Linked DNA regions of Mus musculus: region 1 is linked to region 2. Evidence: chromatin contacts called from public HiChIP or PLAC-seq data. All regions are on one chromosome and are shown on one strand. The core of a region is the stretch at or near the end of the contact, and the rest is flanking DNA. Distances in the headings are between cores, read along the strand shown. Region 1 holds the start of Pdgfrl (platelet-derived growth factor receptor-like). Region 2 holds the start of Mtus1 (mitochondrial tumor suppressor 1).

Region 1 (6,293 bases), core at 1,456-3,955, 210 kb before region 2:
TGTGTAGCTCGCTAGTTCCTACTGAGTCTCCCCCAGGGAGGAGAACAATTGGTTATCAAATAGCCCTGAAAATATACAAGTGACATTATAAAGGCTGAACAAGACACACACACACACACACACTTGTATGTAACAATAATTATTAAATAGGTATCAAGTCTCTTCAGTAAGGCTTTGTTTTGTTTGTGATGGTCCACTATGTTGCCAAGGGTAGCCTTGGACTTGGGCCCAAGAGACCCTATTATTTTCCGCCTCCTGAATAGTTAGTCTGTAGGTGTGTGCCCTTCTGTGTCTAAGGCCTCAAAGTCTGCATTGCTGAGGGATTATGCTACATCTCCATATTTCACAAAGTAACTTAAAGATTTCTCCAAAACACACAAAAATAATCCCATCGGCCCATGTCGTAGTTAGGGTTTTACTGCTGTGAACAGACACCATGACCAAGGGAACTCTTATAAGAACAACATTCAGTTGTGACTGGCTTACAGGTTCAGACGTTCAGTCCATTATCATTAAGGTGGGAACATGGCAACATCCAAGCAGGCATGGAGAGGCAGGTGCTGAGAGATCTACATCTTCATCTGAAGGCTGCTAGTGGAAGACTGACTTCCAGGCAGCTAGGATGAGGGTCTTAAGCCCATGCCCACAGTGACACACCTACTCCAACAAGACCACACCTCCTAAGTGTGCCACTCCCTGGGCCAAGCAAATACAAACCCATTACCTCCATTTGTCTTTTAATGTAGGTCAAAGTAGAGAAGTATTCAAAAACACTGTCCTGCCATTCGAAGCTTTCTAGTAGTAGCTTATAGACACTATGTCAAAACTTTCAGATTTCTTTTCGATGCACTTAAGACAGGAGCAGCCAACTGGAAGACAAAGGCCATCCAGGCAAACTCAAGGCTACCTGTTGTTCCAAATCAAAGAGAAACTGTCATGGTTCGGGGTTCTATTATTCTCTAATCAGTGATTCTCCAAGATGCCAGAGTCTTCCCCAAACTGCTCATGTGTAAGCACCAAGAGTTTCACAGCCCAAGAAAAGTCAGGCTTGCACGACAAATGTTTCTGAAGTGGCTTACATTGACATGAGGGTATGTATATAAACAACTCGTAAGAGGCACTCTTTGGATACACAGGAAAACATGAATCACTGAAACTCTGCAGCAGAGGTAGGAGAGGCAGCGGCAGGCAATCTTAGACCAGAAGTTCCTGCTTTTTAGTTCCCCTGTCATTGGATGGCTTTTGCTGCAAGTATGCAGCCGATAATGGTACGTCTTTATCACCTGATGCTTCCTGGCATTGAAAAGGTCATTTCTTTTTGCCTCATGGAAATTATGTAGCTGGGGTCCTTGTCTTACCCTATGTTACCTTTGATGACTGACTTGGGGAATAGCAAAGATTTTGACATTGCTTCTAAGAACCCCTCAGAGTACGCTGGCAGAAATATGCGCCCAATGGAGTAGAAGCGGCATTAGCAGTAGTTATTTTAAGTAGACATCTTAGTGTTTTCTATGACTAAGATTCTCATTGCTCCTGTTTTGACAAGCACGGGGGCACCCACCTTTAGTTCCAGTACTTGCAGGGTGCAGAGGCAGGTGGATCTCTGTGAGTTAGAGGCCTCTCTATGGTGTGTTCAAGGACAGCAAGGGCAAAGTAGAGAGACCTCAAACAAATAAGAAATGTCTGACTTTAAAAAAATAATAATTTTGTAATCCGTCTTGATTCTATTTAGATGGAAGATTATTTTGAGAAGTTAAATGTCTTTATTTAGGGAACAAGCAAGGAATGCCCAATATTTAGTTTTTTTTTTAAGTTTATTTTTCTAAGCAAATTCTTAATAGTGTGCACTAGTTTGAAGGGATTTTTTTTTAACTAAGTAAGACCAAAAGGAGCAATGAGAATCTTAGTCATAGAAAACACTAAGATGTATAATTAAAATACTATTTAGAAAACAATCCATGGGCAAAAAAATAAAAACCATATAAGAGAAGGACTAACATTTCACTCTGACTTTTGATGGCCCAGGACTGCTAATAATGCTCTTCTCCTCCATTGGGCGCATATTTCCTCCCAGCGTACTCGGAGGGGTTCTTAAAAGGCCTTTCTAGACTTAGGTCCACACTGACAGCCCGCTCTACCGCAACCGGAAGTCCAGTTCTTTCCCCATACTGTTCCCGCTATCTGCTTATCCTCCCGTCTCCTCTCTTCTCTCTGGTTCTCCATTTGTTAAGCTCATACAAGCAGTTGCTGTGAGCCCCTCTGACTGCAGACAGGCAGCCCCGTCCCTCCCCACTATGACAGCTCCTTCACCTGCATAAGATGCGCAGGTTCATCAGGTCCAGGACTAGATGCGCTCTTACCCTGTCTCTGACCAGGCCTAAAAGGAGCAGCCACAACCAACAATATTTTTTAATGCGATAGCAAACCCATTTTTTTTTTTTTTTTTTTTTTTAGTGCAAGTAAGAGAACACCTGGGGACCAAGAGAAACTTAAGACGCACTTTTTTGCTAAGAAGCAAGACCCTACCAGAGAAGGTGGACTGATTCCTGATTCCATCATCTAGGTCACCTTAGGCCTTCCTAGTCATTTGTCTTCCCAGTGCTTGGTAATAGCTCTATCCGTCACCACTCCACCAGGGGGCAGAAGAGATCACATTACACAGGGGAAAAAAATTTTTTTTAATCTTCTTTTTTTTCCCCCAAATTGTGTTTCCCCCAGTGAAACCGAATCCTCCAGCTGTGGTGTCCCAGGCGCCGCCTCCCCTCTGCGCCCCTGCCCTGCCCTGGACAGCCTGTCGCGCCGTCTGCAGTCCTGAACTATTCTGCAGGTCACCAGCCCTGAAGATGAAGTTTTGGCTGCTGCTCGGACTTCTGTTGCTACACGAAGCGCTGGAAGATGGTGAGTGACTCTGGCTTCTGACCGCCTTCGCCCAGTCCGAGATTCTCTCAGCAACTCCTCTAACTTTTGGCCATAGGGATCGTCCCCAGCGCTGGTCACCTTCCGGTGTACCTGGCTCGTCCTAGAAGGGTCCCCTTTCTTCTTTTCCTTTCCCCCATCGCCCTGAAGAACTCCTGTGAAGGCGGCGGTTGCACTGACCGAAAGAGCCTATCAGGACTTCTCTAGCCTTATCAGAAAGCCACAGGCGATCGAACCGATCTACCCCATCTTCCCCAGACGGAGCCTGGTCCAGCCCCCTGTGTCAACGTGTCGGTCTGATGGCGCGCCCGCAGTGGCTCGCTTCCACCTTTATACGACCGATCCTCGCCCTGGACTATTGTAGCCGGTGCCACCTAAGCAAAGAGATTCTTGTGGAAAATTCCCTGTGTGTCTTCCTTCCCCATTACAGTCTTGTTTTGTTTGCTTGTTGTTGTTGTTGTCGTTGCTGTTGTTGTATACCAATCTGAACTAAAATCCTGCTAGATTTGCCTAGGTCTTTTAACAACAACAACAACAAAATGCTGCACTAAACCAATTTAAAAAAAAAAAAAAAAAAACTAGACCGCAGTTATATTTTCCGTATAAATAAGAGGATGGATGGAAACAAAGCCTACTTTTTTTTTTTGTAGCACATAGGAGGGCCTTGCATCATTTAATTTTTTAAATTGCATTTAGTGTGTGTGTGTGTGTGTGTGTGTGTGTGTGTGTGTGTGTGTGTGTGTGTGTGTGTGTGTGTGTTTGGGAGTGTGTATGCTACAGCAGACTTATGAAAATCAAAAGGCACCGTGCAGGGGTGAGCTTCCTCCTTGCGCTATGGTAATGAAAAGGAGCCACTTCACCAACCACTACATCACTTTAAAAAATGTTTATTTGAGATGTGTACCTGCCCTAGGTCCATCCTGTATTGTAGACAGATAACCGTAGGATTAGGCTTTATTACGTGTGTGTGTGTGTTTGTGTGTGTGGTTTTTATACACTATACATTTTTTTAAGTACATATCACTGCTAATTATTTTAATTTAATTAATTATTTTATTTCCTGCATCATTTATTTAATCGTTGCTGTTTGCATAGTACATCTGGCGACCGATCTCAAGGCTTCCTTAAAATTCCTCAGTTACTGCCACAAATGTGCTCCTTAGATTTGGTTGAAAAGTGTCTTGCTGTTATGCAATCCCATGCTGGAGCCGGCTCAACCTGGCTTGGGACTGATCCACTCATCAATCCCGACCCTTCCATCCGGGTTTCCATTCTCTAAAGCTACAGTCCTCTGCCTCGAGTATGCAGACGTTCAAGGTGGTGGTGGCTCATGACACTGTGCACGAGGCTCCTTAAGGACAGACTCTGACTGAGTAAATAAAAAAGTGTAAGCAGAGCCTCTGGGGGAGGGGAACAGCAGTTCCCCTTTGCCCTGAGCTCAGTCTGCACAACACGGTATTAAATCGTTCCTGGCAGGTCCTTGTCTCTGACTGCTAAAATGGTGGGGATGCAGTATTTGGAGTCATTTTTGAATAGAGCAGAAGACGGCCAGACAAAACAACTTCAAACAGTCCATTGGAGTTGGAGTTGGAGGGACTCAAGTTGGAGCCGGTTGGAAAGGCTTGAGATTGACTTCAGCCAACATAGGTCGGAGTTTGTGAAGTACGGCAGACATCTGTCTAAATGAATTAGCATCTATTTAAATAAACTTCTACTCCTACAAGCAATAAGTATTTATGAGACAAAGAGGAATATGGGTCAAATATTTAATAATTAATAATAGGTAAATGTGGGTCTTGCCCTTATACTTACAGACACATATGATATGATATGTGTGTGCATATATATATTTATATGATACATATATGTAATATAATATGCCATTGACAAAATGTTAAACATACTGAAAATTAAACTGACTCCATTAAGTTATTTAACTGTTTTCCTAACCCTTTCAAGAATTTTTGTCATTAGTTTTGAATCCTGATGTAGTGACAGGAAGAGCGCAGGGACAGCCAAAGAGAGCAACTATTCATGCCGTCCTTCCAGTGCTGAGATCTGATTGGCAGGTCAGGTTGCATCCCTCAGCCCCAACTACAGGCACAAGCTGTGACTGTAACTGTCCCTGAGCCTGTCCACTTTGTGATCATATTTGGAAGACAGCCTCAGAGGAAGAGCCTTCGCTGCAAGCATCCACGGAGTAGACATCTGTCCTAAGCAGTGGCATTTGTCTTGCCCAATTCTAAAGTTTTTGAGAAATAATGCTATTTCTCTTTATAATGGGAAGACCTGAAGGACCACACTGTCTACCCATTTCGTGAACTGAAGGCTTGAAAACAGTGAATAAATAGGCCAAGACCCCAGTTAGTGAGGGACTGCTCCCAGGACCCGTTCTGTCCAGTGGTGCACTGCCACGTCCACACTTGAAAGTATAAAACTGCAGTCACCTACTGACCTCCTATCACCTACGTACGCATATTTAATGTGACAGTCAAGTGCTGAGATACGCATATTGATCCATTAATGCATCTCCATTTACCTACACAAGCCCCTTCATCCAATAGCTTTCAGATAATTTAGACTTAGATAATCTGAAAGCTTCTAAAATTCAAAAAAAGATCAAAACATTAGAGGGGGAAACCAGGTCTGAAAGAAGATAAGGAAAATGATACAGTGACCATGACTATCCAGCAAGAACAATGTATCACTTTCTTGTGTTGGCTTACTTCTTGGAAACAGACAGTAGACCAGAAACCTATGCATACATAAATAAGTATTCACAAAATACATCTTGCTTACAAGTGCTATTATTGGATGTTTCAGAGCATGTAGGGTCTTGGCCTGTATGTTTAACAGATAAACCTGTCTTCCATACTTAGTGCCATTCAAGAGGTTAGTCTGAGAGCAAGAGAGAGAGAAAGAGAGAGGCTGTCAGAAGGATGAGGAAAATTCAGAGAGAGGGTTGTTTTCTGTGGTCAAGGCTATAAGGTCCTTTCTTCCTGGTCTTCATGATCAAATGGAGGGAACAGAGAACAAACGAGTGTGAAGACATCGTTTTTTAGAAACTGACAAGCATCATAGATCTCACTAACCAAAGCATGTCAGCTTCCTAGAGCTGCTGTGACCAAGAACAAGCTGACAATCGCTCTCAAAAATTCTTGGGAACAGATGTGGGTCAGGCTAGCATTTTTTTTTCCAGATTTTTGGCATGTTTGCATAAGCATAACCAAGTTTCTTGGATGTGGGACTGGAGTCTAAGCATGAAGCTTAGACTTCATGTATGTTATGTGTATCTGCTATACATATATAATCCAAAGGTGATTTTAAGCAATATTTTTGTGCACTTGCAGTTGGCTATGGCATTTTTCACTTGTCGA
Region 2 (7,094 bases), core at 2,691-5,190:
AACAGTCCCACCAGATGTGAAAGTTGCAGCTCTCTGTAGACTTTGACAATTTACTTTTTGAGACAAAGACTCATGTAAACCCAGCTAGCCACACTTTAGGCTGTAGCCAACACTGGTCTTGATCTTACTGCATCTACCTCCCCAGTGCTACAACTGCAGGCATACATCCTGAGACCTGGCTATGTAGTCATGCTCTAACCAACCACACATGGTCCATTGCCACACAGCTACTGGATAAGGAGGAGAATGCTGTCTCTTTCCAAGCCAATGGCTACTACTTGATTTTGGATCATACACACAATGTTACCTCTTTGGATACCATAAAAATGCTAGGTAAGGGGCTAGAGAGAAGAGTCTGTGGTTAACAGTGGTTCTTACAGAGGACCTTGGCTCAGCTTCCAATAACGACATGCTGGCTCACAACCACATGTAAGTCCAGTTCCAGGGGATGTGACACCCTGTTCTGACCTCCATGAACATCAGACATGCATGTGGTACATATTCAAGCTAAACATTCATACACATAAAACAAATTCCAAACAATGTGATGCCAATTGAAAAGTTTCTTCAAAGACATCTCTGAACTTTTGAGTTGTTGGCTCTATTGGTAGCAAAGAACACATTAAAATATTCATCAATGAATTCAAAAGCTCACAGACGACACAGCCATGCTGATAAGATAGCCAATGAATTAAAAAGGTTTCCCCCAGAATACTAGGAAACACAGATCTGTGGAGTGTTGTCACTGAAAAGATACAAACATGGAATCATCTGATAGAGGTTTAAAGCACTACAAACACCTAGATTCAAGATTGTCTTGATCATTTTCTCAGCTTTAGGGTAGGGCAAGGCAAGACATGATAAGCTTATGGACACATTCTATGGATGGGTTCAACTCAAGCTTTTAGAGTGATTGCAGGGCTTTCTGGACAGAAAGAGATATGAAAAAAATGTCCTAAAGATTAAATAGATGGTTTCAAGATTCCTCAGGTCCCAAAGAATCAGGAAAACCCTCACCCAACATTTATATACAGTTTCCCTAAGTGTTCTGATCTGATTGAGTGCAGGTGCATACAAAGGGCCCAAAGAGGACACTAGTTCCCTAGGGAGCTGGAGTTACAGGCAATCTGTAAGCTTCCTGATGTGGGGGCTGGAAACTAAACCCAGATCTTCTGGAAGAAGCAGACTGTGCCATTTCTCCAAGCCCTAAGACCGTCCTAATGACATATACCATTCTCCACAATTTGTCATTAACATGTGCAAAAGGAAAAAAAAATTGCACAACAGCAGCTACTGCAGAACATAGAAGTTGTAGTCATAGTTCCAGAAGTGACAGCCATATGTGGTTCCTAAACTGTGACTCAGAACTACTAAACATCCATTTTGGGAAAAACCAACATGTTTGACAACACTGAAGTACACTTCTGGAAGTCAACACATCTATAAATGTGTTTACAGGGCAAACACAAATTGAGAAAAATATTTGCAGTATGAACAGATGTATGCCAACCCAACGGCCTGGAGGAGGTTTTTATAAGTAGAAAAATGCCAATATCCCAAGAGGAAAATGTGATGCTACACTGAAATAAAAGGAAAACTATCCCGATGTAGTAGCACATGCCTTTAATCCCAGCACTTGGGAGGCAGAGGCAAGCAGATCTCTGAGTTCAAGGCCAGCCTGGTTTACAGGACAAATTTGAAGATAGTCAAGGCTACACAAAGAAACCCTGTCTCAAAATGAAAAGAAAACAAGAAAAGGAACTAGAAACCCATGTGGGGTACTTGATAACATTTGCAATCCTAGAAATGGAAACATAAATACCAAGATTGCACTCTTCACCTATAAAGCTGGCAATACTACTTCCTTTTAAGGGTGTTAGAAAGACGGTAACACAAGAGCCAGTTCTGGTCTGCTTAGTTTGACTAAGGCGTTTTGGAGACCAAAGTTCAATATTTTTAAAAGAAACTTTTGCACCACTAATTGTGATTTCCAAGGACTTTATCCTAAGGAAACCTACCTTGCAGACAAAATTTTAAAAGCGATTAAGGGTTGCAATAGCATATTTAATTACAGTAACTGAAAATGAAAAGATCAGCTTGTAAAACAAGGTTAAGTAAATCGACACGTGTATAGAATATAATGTGTAACACTTATTAAGATTTTGAAGGCTTTATATAATGGGGGAATTTTCATTATAGTTTACAAAGGGGAGAAAAAGAGAAATGGTGGGATTGACTCTTATTTTCCTGAATGTATCAAACTGTATACATCAGCGGTCCATTCCGGTTGAAATCAGAGCTCTCAGGGTTACTAATCAACATGCTTCTTAAAAGCTTAATTCTTGTAACTCTAGTTTCCAAAAAGTCTACAAGAAATTTATCCAGAATTTCACAATCCTAGCTAAACCCTACAAAAATTATCCTTGAATTCCTAACGGTTAATTAAAAGGTACAGACCTCTCCCAAACACAATTTGTTTCCCACATAAATCTAGTTTTTAAAAGGAACAGGTGAGGGGCTGGGGCAGCTATCAATGATAATCCAGGTGTTTGGTATATACAAAACTCTTCGCTCCATCCATTGAACAAGGGGGTGGGTCACGGGGGGGGGGGGCCGGGGCAGTGGAGAGAGGGTTCAGGTGAAGATCGATACAACATTTTAAAAGTATTTTAAACTAAATTCTATGCCTTTTTTAAAAAAACAGGGCAGGAACAGGTTTTCTTGCATAACTTTTCTTATCGATACAGTTCTTGAGAAATAAATCTGTAAACAAGAAGTTTAAACACACCCACACAACAGAGTACAGATTGCCCTAAAGGGATTGCTGGAGAGAACGGGGATGAACTATTTAAACTGATAACCTATTTGTAAAACATTCCTTACAGAGGTCATATGTTTAGCGGGGGCCCGACCCCACCTCTTTTTTGCCCTCCCACAAGTTGTCTCCGGATCCCCGGAATCCACTCCCACCCCCACCGCGCTGTGATTTGATACCTTGATTGAACTCCAATCACCTGGCAGAACATGAAAGCTCGCTTTCCTCCTGTTTTGCCTAAGACTCTGGTTTTAAGACAAACAAAATACACTGGATTTCCTCTGGTAGAACACAAGACAATTTAAAAGTAGCATTTTGCAGAGTGAGTGCCAGTATGCAAGCTATGTTTACAATTCAATGTGTCACTTTTACAAGTGAAAAGTGAACAGATCACCCTAGTTGGGGGGGGGGGCGCAAAGACTTCGCGGAAATTCGAGCTAAGTCCTCTATTGAGTAATCAATACGGCGACCCTCAACGTGGGCTTTCCCTTAGAGTTTGTAAGAACCCGCAGGCTGCAGGGAGTAAAACCCGCATGAGGACCTGGGGAACTGCACTAATTCCCTTTCTCCCATATTTTCTGCCCTGACTGCTTAGTGGGAATGGACCCCGGCAAGTCGCCCAGCCGGAAGCCTGAGGCTGCCAGGTCCAGAGCCAGAATCCAGCGCTTGGTGGGCGGCTTTCCACCGAGGATGCAAACTTGACAGTTGTCCTTTATCCACAATAAACCCACCGCCTCGGTCACTTTCAAGGTGACAGCAACTGCAGCCCGCTGTCCTGCAGGAGCCCCGCGGGTCCCACGTGAGCTCAGCCTCCCCACTCCTCCTACTTTGAAACCCACTAGGACACCCGCCCCCCTCCCCGGAAAGCCAGTCCGGTCACCGTGAGTGCGTTGCAGTCGCCGCTCCCCAGCTCCTCGTTCTCCGGAGGTCCCCACCGCGGCCGGGATGGGCGACGGAATGGGATCCACTCCGCGCTTGCCCGCAGAGCCGGGGAGCCAGCCCTGGGGGGAGCCACGGCGTTCTGCACCCTCGGCGGGTCCTGCCTTGGAGACGTCTGTACCTGGGGCTTGCAGATCGACCCCAACCCGCACCAGCACCCTGGCGGCCAGGCGGGAACCGGGAACCCGGAGCCCGGGCGTCCCAGCCTCCCCGCCCCGGGCCGCCAGGGGGAGGAGCGAAGGCGGAGGATCCTGGGCTGGGTGGCCTCGCCCCTCGCCCGCGGCGGCTCCTAGAGCCCAGACAAAGGCCAGGTTGCGGGGGGGAGAGGGGGGCAGAAGGGGCAGTGCCCCCCAAAAAAACTAACCTGAGAGACGAGCAGGGGTTCCTTGAGGCACGATGACTCCCGCGGAGCTCCACTACGGTCGCCAGCCGGGTCGGGCTCCCTGGCTAAACGTCAACATAAGCCACAAGCCCCGGGCGTACGTCCTGGATCGCGCTGCACCTGTTGCCACGTGTGTCGCAAAGCCACCGCTGCTGACTGCGCGCTTGGCTGGCTGTCCCGCGCGACCCCAAACCATTCACGTCCTGGTGGGAAAGCTAAGCTCTGCCAAGCCCAACTTTGGGGCCCCAGGACCGTCGGACAGGCTAGCTAGCCAGAGGGAGGATTGGCTCCTCCTGGGTCCCCTCGCAGCCAGAATTCCCTGTCCCGCGAAGGGCTTTGGAGTTGGGAGGTGGGGAAGTTGCAGGCTTATCAGCGTAAGGGTTTATAAGGAAGCAGCACTGATTGTTCTCGGAGAGTCCCACCTGCGCCCTATATTGTCTTCAGACTTCCGAGCAGATTACTAGCGAGCACCTATTAAAGATTAAAGAAACCAGCACTCCGACTGTTAGAAGTTCAGATGGGGGTGGGGTTGGGGTAGTGGGAGAAGCTAGGAAGAGAAGCTAGGTCTGGCCACTTGAAAGCCAAAGTCCTTGTTCTTGAATCAAACTGAGGAAATTTCAGCCTCCACTAAGCATATTTTAATATAAGGTTTTTTCCCTAAAGATTGATAGCCTGCTTGTAACAGATAAAAACATTCCTGAACATGTCAGACAACCCAGAACTCTAAGTTTAATGTATGCATGTGTGTATACATATATAAAACTACGTGGCCTGGGATTGCTGAAAAAGCATTTTCAGTACATTTCTTGGAGCGCAGAGGCGGGGGACGGGGGTGGGGGTGAGGGAGCAGAAGCAGCATTTCAGAGGTTGCCTATACCACGAATGCTGGATGATCTAATAGCTTTGCTGTTTATAGCTTTAAGTGCTTTCACGTGAACAATGATCCATTCTTCGCTCACAAGTAGACCCTGCTGTAAATAGGTTAGATTATTATCTCTATTATTTGAGTGAGGCAACCGAAGCTCAGAAAAGCCAAGTGACTTGCACATGGTCACACTGTGAGGGCAGCCAAGGCAGGCACAAACCCAGCCGAGCAGGCCCGACTCCCCCTTTTTTTCCCTCCATATTCCAGTAGATAACACCTCTTGCTTATCTTTGAAATCCCTGTCGTAATATCAACTCTGTCTGACGTTAGGAAAAAAATCATGTGACTAGTTTTAAAGTGGCACAGCATTAAAAACCATCGGACAATTCTCCCTTGAGCAAAAGGCACCCAACAAAACAAAACCAAAAAAAAAAAAAAGCCCCGGATGTTTTTTTCTGGCAAGTCATGAGATAATTATGCTAATTAGCAACATGCTTCCTCCCTAAGGAAAATCCTCCTTGTGTTAAACATATTATTTAAGCCTTTATAAGCCACGTGCCCCCGATGATTTGGCCCAATATAATCCACACACATCCAGATTCCCACCACCACTGCATTCCATTGTGCGACTTAGTTCTATGTATGAATATGGAATCAGTTTTACTTTTTATTTCTGTAAGATAAATTGAAAGAAGAAAACAAAATTTAAAAAAACAACCACTCACTGAAGTAATTGGAGATACGTCACAGTTTAGAGGCAGTCACGGTGCAGATGTGACTGTCACTTTTTTGAAGGTGTGGAAATCAGAACCTTAGCTTCTCATTGCATTCCCATAATCAGAAGTGATCTGGGGGCATCATCAGAGACTCTGTCCAGCCAAATGGTCATGAACTAAGGCCTATTGGCTTCTCTATCCCTCTTGGTTCTGGGCATATAGCCATGTTCCTGACCTCTGAACTTGAATGCTGACCTGCTCCAGAGTCCAGAATTAAGGATAAGAAGACAACTCTGCATAACTTCGTGGTGTTCTGTTCTAAAGAAAAGTTAGCATGTTTTATCCTCTGGGAGGAAAAATGAAAATTGAAGACTCTATTTAAAAATCCCTGTTTCACTTGGCAGAGTGTCAAAGATGAGAACATGCGATAGCCACCGGGCGTTGGTATAATGAGAAGAGAGGCAGTCAGAGTGCAGATGTAAACGTAACCTAGAGCGACTTCCATAGAGGGAAATTCAAAATCCTAACTGATTAAATAAAGATGCACAGGTTATTTTCACTAGAAACCCCTCAATGAGAGCTTATCTTATATTACCCTGCGGAACTTCCATGAGTATAAAGCCTTGTTTATGTCAGCCTTGTGTCTAGTAACAACATATTGAGAAACAACATACTGATTGATGAAGAACTCATTATAAGGAGTTTGTTTAAAAAAGAGTTATGGCATAATCATAAAACAAATCCTATGAGGACTTGAAAAAGAATGACACAGATCTTTTATTATTATAAAATAATCTAAGATACATCGTGTGCATATTTTTAAGTGCAAAACAATTATCTACTAGCATGTTGCCATTTCTATTAGGCAGAGAAAATCCATATACTTATATTGTATAGTATTTTATTCCTATAAACAAAATAATATGTAAAAATACACTTCCCAAATAAACTCCCCAAATAAACTTCAAGAAATTGATGTAGCTGGTTGTGTTTTAAAATGGAGTCCAGACACCAAAGGGTCAATTTTGAAGAGAAAGTTTTTATTTAATATAATTTCACATGTTCTACATTTTGATCCATGTTAATAGTAGACATTTTAAAGATGCTTCCCCCACTTGAGATCGGCCATAAAGAATGAACATGTTGGGGTGGTGAGATGGTTTACTGGTAAGGAGCACTGACTGTTTTTCCAGAGGTCCTGAGTTCAATTCCCAGCAACCACGTGGTGGCTCACAACCATCTGTAATGGGATCCGATGCCCTCTTCTGGTGTGTCTGAAGACAGGCAACTGTGAACTCACATACATAAAATAAATAAATCTTTTCTTTCTTTCTTTTTTTTTTCTTTTAAATGACTATGTTTTTCCATTAATAAGAT

What was found. HiChIP or PLAC-seq counts read pairs in DNA pulled down with a chosen protein or histone mark.
Region 1: an H3K4me3 HiChIP or PLAC-seq map of embryonic stem cells shows a contact between it and region 2, with 14 read pairs. The contact joins the promoter of Pdgfrl here to the promoter of Mtus1 in region 2. A contact is called at or near these places in 4 of 39 promoter capture datasets (the C10 cell line, cranial neural crest, liver and 1 more), 1 of 484 Hi-C or Micro-C datasets (nephron progenitors), 4 of 115 datasets of contacts at active chromatin or transcription factors (bone marrow-derived macrophages, embryonic stem cells and pancreatic cancer cells) and 2 of 9 other capture datasets (adipose tissue and liver).

Annotation. Positions count from the first base shown.
Region 1 is chr8:40,923,528-40,929,820 of GRCm38.p6, forward strand. Pdgfrl (platelet-derived growth factor receptor-like) reads left to right here and starts at 2,706. Exons shown (of 6, transcript NM_026840.3): 1 at 2,706-2,898. The coding sequence starts at 2,844.
Region 2 is chr8:41,129,786-41,136,879 of GRCm38.p6, forward strand. Mtus1 (mitochondrial tumor suppressor 1) reads right to left here and starts at 3,941. Exons shown (of 14, transcript NM_001005863.2): 1 at 3,696-3,941.